2 separate regions of the Rattus norvegicus genome follow, and region 1 is linked to region 2. Evidence: chromatin contacts called from public Hi-C data. All regions are on one chromosome and are shown on one strand. Each heading gives the region's core, a stretch centred on a gene start, on an enhancer-like site or on the middle of the called end of the contact. The rest is flanking DNA. Distances are from core to core; before and after follow the strand shown. Region 1 holds the start of Gbp2 (guanylate binding protein 2). Region 2 holds the start of Pdlim5 (PDZ and LIM domain 5).

Region 1 (2,700 bases), core at 4-2,503, 210 kb after region 2:
GTATCATGTGTGCTTGTAGAAAGAGCTCAACACTTGTACCCAGAAAATTTTGAGTCTGGCCTATTGTCTGATTTATTTTAGGTCCAAGGAAGGTTTTAAGTACCAGTCAGTGGGTAGACCAGCCTGAGAGTTAATTAGATGCCTTCAGAACTTCAAAGCACAGTTTTTGGACACTGTTCACAGCCACAGTGCCAGTGACTCCTCAACTCCATGGCCATTCCAAGCCTGAGTTCAGAGACTCACAGACCTCTGTTTCAGAATTTTAGAGCAATAGTGGCTTCCCTCAGCCTCTGAGAGAAGTAATTTACACTCAGTAGTTTAGGGGTCAGGGCTCTGACTCACTTCTTTCTAAGGAAACACACTGCAAAACAAGACTGGAAACCCCGCCCCTTTAAGCTTAGAAACCAAAAAAGTATCCCTTTTGTTTACCCTTAAAACTTTACTGACTGAGGAACATTTAAGAGATGCTGACATTGTTTGGGGAGTGTATATAATGTTAACGGAGATTATTCTAGTCCAAAAGGCAAATGAAGGAACAAAGGAGTCAGCTGATTTCCCAGCATTTGTTTAAAGGAACTCAGGTTCACTTTCACTTTCAGTGATACTTTTTCCTCTCTCCTTTCCTCTTTTTCCTTCCTTCTTCCCTCATTGCTCTTTTTTTTTTTTTTGGTTCTTTTTTTCGGAGCTGGGGACCGAACCCAGGGCCTTGCGCTTCCTAGGCAAGCGCTCTACCACTGAGCTAAATCCCCAGCCCCTCCTCATTGCTCTTTCTAATTCTAACCCCTTTCTTCCCATCTTCACTCTTTCACAGTACAGAGAAATGGTCTTGAAACCATTCAGGTCCTCTTCCGAATTGTACAATCTCTTGGTAACTGCCCAGCTCAGTGGGGCTTGCAACTTCCCAAAACACTAATGCACAGACAAAAAAGGACCTAAACTAAGGTAACCACCCCGTCTTCAGTAAGGGATTTTGGAACCACACCCTCTTCAGTAAGGGATTTTGGAACCACACCCTCTTCAGTAAGCGATTTCAGAGCCACACCCTCTTCAGTAAGCCATCACCTTGGATTGTAAACACCTGTGAGAACTGTGGTGGAAAACTGCACCACTTGGCAGTTTCTACTTGAGAAATCCCTGAGCCCTTCTCTGAGGAGCAAACCCCTCACTCCCCCCATTGTGGTTGAGTCATCCTTCTAACCCAACCCATTAGGAAGTTTTTTAGTTTCACTTTCATTGTCTTAAGCGTTTCTCTATAAAAGATCTAACTCTTCACAAGTTCTCTGGAGACAATTTGGAACTTCCTAGGTTATGACAGGGTTTTTGCCACAGAGCCCGTGAAAAAGGACAGAGTGATCAGCAGCCTGACCCTGAACCTGTCAGGCATTCTTCTCTAAAGAATTTCGTTTAAGGTAAGACAGAGGCAGGGGTGGAAAAGCATTTAGTAGACTGCTGGTTGGAGGCTGAATGTGAGTGGGGGCTGGTCTGGTTGACAGAGGTAGCCTTTCCCCTAATGTCCATGGCAAAATAAAGTCTGCTTAAGAAGACTCCACACTGAAGGCATACGTGTTTTAAGGTTCATATTGCTTTTTTTTTTTAAAGATTATCTTTACTGTCTAATGAAACTCAGACAGAATCCCTGAACTTGTTTTCAGTGTCTACCAGTGTAAAAAGCGACAGTTCTCCCGTTGGTAATCTATGGAGCTATAAAATCTTTGTGTATATTATTTTGAATATATCTATATCTATACAAAATTTGCTCCTTGAGAACATCATGTATGTCATGTGGTTTTGATTGTATATATTCCCTACTCTTTTCTTCATCTCCTCCTACCCATCCCCCACTTGATTGCTACCCAGTTTCATGTCCTATTGAGTCCTTACTGCAGCTCATTCAGGTGTGGGCATAAGGCCACCTAGTGGAGTTTGGGTAACTTACCAGGGGCCATATCACTGAAGAAAAGCAACCCTATCTTTTCTAGCAGCTATTACCTGCCAAATACCACCCAAGTTATGCTTGGGGCTTCCTGAGCCTCTCACATATCTATGGTGGAATTTTGACTGCTGGATATTATGCAGGCTTTCTTATTTCTTCTTCTTTTTTTGTTTTGTTTTGTTTTGTTTTGTTTTGTTTTTCAAGATAGTGTAGCCCTGACTGTCCTGGGAATCACTGTGTAGACTAAGCTGTCCTCAAACTCAAAGATCTGTGTGCCTCTGCTTCCCCAGTGCTGGGTTTAAGGCATGTGGCAACAACCATCCAGCTTTATGTGGGTTTTCTATAGGCAGCCACAGCGGCTGTGACTACATAAGTTCAAAGACTTCATGAGTTCATGTTCCAGAAGAACTGCTTCATCTCGAAGCAATGAATACACACCATGTGATATTTTTGCTATAACTACCATTGTGTACTGGAAGGAGCCAAAGCTTTGGGAGGAATCTCAACTCTAGGGCAACATAGGAAAGATATGAGCTGGAAGACTCTGTGGTAGCAGAAAGTACCATGGCACTGGGAATGTCATGGAAGTCTGCCAGGCAAGCACAGGATGCAGCTGAAGGAGCCTCAGTGAACACAGGGAACCAGCCAGGCAATAACATTAGGAATGGCCACAAAGGACTACAGCAGCCGGAATGAAATAAGTACTTAGCAGTCTGTACTGCAACCCAAGGAATGAATGAATGAATGAATGAATGAATGAGTGGATG
Region 2 (2,700 bases), core at 64-2,563:
TATTAACATTTCTAGTACTAGTCAAGTCAGCCAAACCGCAACACCAGTCTCTTCCCTAAACTCCCTTTCCGCTAGCTTCACTTGGAATTCATTTGTCTTAAAATATTCTGATCCTTAAGCAAGGGCAGAATTGTCATTGGCCTTTTCCAAGTCTCCCCCATGTGGTTATTAGTGCCCAAACGCTAAAATACCAACCAAGCAGGCAGGAAATAACAGCTTATTCTGCTTTCAAACATGTAAAAAACGTTGGAATTTCTGTAGAGTTTTGGATTTTCTTTTAGGGGCAGTCTAAATAATGCCTTCCATCTACTGCTGGTGAGGGACGCTAAAAGTGGTTTCCCACACTTCAGTGTCAGCTTCTTTGGTGTGCGTAACGGGGCAGACCTACTGTGGTGAGTGGTAAGCCCTTCAATTAAGACTACCTAGAGATTCTTTCTCTCCTCCTGAGATAGAATGGTGGGCGGACTAAAGAGCTAAGGCTTAGGATGAAAGAGGATGAGACGTTTCCCAGCTAGGGTTCACGCCTAGCCAAGTTGGCCAAATAAGGTTCCCCAGCTAGCAGTTTCCGTAGCAGGCGGGTTCAGACGTCCTCGGGTCAAGAAGGCGGACCTGGGATAGGATCCGGCGATCACACCCTAGACCTGCCCAGCCCAGTCACGAATTTTCTTTCCAAGTTCTGCCCAGTCCATACGCCCTTCCTTTTTCCACTCATTGTCAAACGCCGCTGAAGCACAATCTGGCCAAAGCCCCAAAAAGTCCACCAGTTTCATAAAACTGGCGACCGCGACCGATCTAAGTGGCCTTTCATTCTAGACGCACCGACCTGTAACCCTAACAGGTTACACAACGGCAAATATTTCACGGAGGAGAAAATAAACGCTTCTCCGTAGCCCGGGAGCCAGCAAACAAAATAGCGCCGCTTTCCCGTGCAGGCGCACATTCTCCGCTCGCCAGAGCCTCCCAGGGGGCTGGCGCGCCCCAGGCCGAGGTGCTGCCCTTCGCCCCCCGCGGTCGGGCTCCGCGGGCGCCCCCTGGTGCGTCCGGCTCTCCCGAGCGCCGGTCCCGGAGAGTCCCGGCTCTGGACGCTGACCCGCGGCGCGCCGCCCTGCCCCGCACTTCTCACACCTCCGCGCGCACCGGGAGCACCTGAGGAGCCGCGGCTCTGAGGAAACGCGCACCCCGTCCTCCTCCCGTCCTGCGCCCCTCCACGCGCCGCACCCCGTCACCCGTTTCTCCCATCGCGGAGGAGGACGTGCTCCGCCGCCGCCCGCGGTCACTCACCTCCGGACCCGCGCGGCGCACCCTCCGCCTCAGACCAGCGCTGACAAGTGGCTCGCGGTGCCTGCGCCGTCCCTCTCAAGCCGGTGGGGAACTTCCGCCTCCGCGCTCGACCCGCCCCGCGCCCAAGGCTGGGCACGCCCCTTCTCTGATGGCCACACCCCCTGGTCCGGGCTGGGCGGGGCCGCACTGCTGCTGGCTTTGAAGGCAATGGAGTCTCCGGGTTGTACGCGGGGACTTGCTGGGGCCGGCTGTAGCCGCCTCAAAAACAATTCCCCGAGTGGAGTTTCGGTGGGCGTAGTCTCCGGGGTGTAGTCTTGGAGTGGTACCCGGCAAAGATCTAGCCTTCCGCTTCTCTGTTTTGTATTTAGGCGCTTTTCACTCCCGCAGAAACTTGAATTGACCCGCAGTTGGTCTGGCTAAAAATAGAAAAGGGCTTTAGCTAAATCTCTGTCTGTCGGAGCGAGTTCAGCGACTACCGCCTGCTTTTGTGAAAGACCTCTGTATACTCTCGAGAAGTGCAAACTCTGAAGTTTGCTTGTCAGGAAGGTGAAAATCGCTAACCCTAATATGCAGAAGTTAAATCTGTCGTCAAGCTAAAAGACAGCCACACAAAGCAGTAGGCAAAGTGATTCAGCCACCGATCCTCGGCTTACTTTTCTAATTCCAAATCAACAGCACGTTTACCTACTTCTGTAAAGTTGTTTGATTTTGCCCAAAGAATTTTTATTCACAAGCAAACTTTGGTAAAGTTTAGTGAACATTCCAAAAGAAACGTGCAGTTTTCTCTAACTCTTTGAATTGGCTTTTAAAATACTAAAAGCACAAGTGTTAACCAAGTGGCGTAGCAAACAAAAATAAACCTCAACAGAGGTCCCTCTAGAGGTACAAAGTCTGCCCTAGAGGTGCAAGCAAAATTCTAGAGTAGGTCCAAAGCTGTTGAAATAGTAGCCACTGGCCAGGAGTGACTATTTATCATTGGAAATGTTGATACTGAGATTTTTTTTTGGTTCTTTTTTTTCAGAGCTGGGGACCGAACCCAGGAGATTTTTTTTTTAGAGTTAAAATTTAGCTCACTGTAAAAACCTTTTATATTATCCTTATGAATCTAAATTTATACATATGAATAGGATAGGATTTCTAATAACTATAAGTTTCATTAGGACTACATTTCACTGTACTGTGGCCAACTTGACATAAATGTACCGGGTTTTTTTAAACTTTGTGAATTTAAAAAATAAGTATGTTGATTACATGTTGATATTATCTGCTTATTTACAACATTGTTAAAATTTATTTTCCTGTTTTAATGTATATACTAGGATGTGACTTGCCTATTTTGTTGGACAGTTTTTGATTGTACTACATTCTAAAAAGGAAACTAGTTTGCAGGGAAGATTTTTCCAGTGTGAGGTAGGTTTA

The links. Hi-C and Micro-C count contacts between places; a contact is called where the count stands out from the background.
Region 1: a contact with region 2 is called in a Hi-C map of the A7r5 cell line, with 6 times the contacts expected there. The contact joins the promoter of Gbp2 here to the promoter of Pdlim5 in region 2. A contact is called at or near these places in 2 of 12 Hi-C or Micro-C datasets (the A7r5 cell line and mammary epithelial cells).

Annotation. Positions count from the first base shown.
Region 1 is chr2:234,004,474-234,007,173 of GRCr8, forward strand. It overlaps Gbp2 (guanylate binding protein 2), which reads left to right and starts at 1,254. Exons shown (of 11, transcript NM_133624.2): 1 at 1,254-1,409.
Region 2 is chr2:233,792,163-233,794,862 of GRCr8, forward strand. Pdlim5 (PDZ and LIM domain 5) reads right to left here and starts at 1,314. Exons shown (of 13, transcript NM_053326.1): 1 at 1,282-1,314.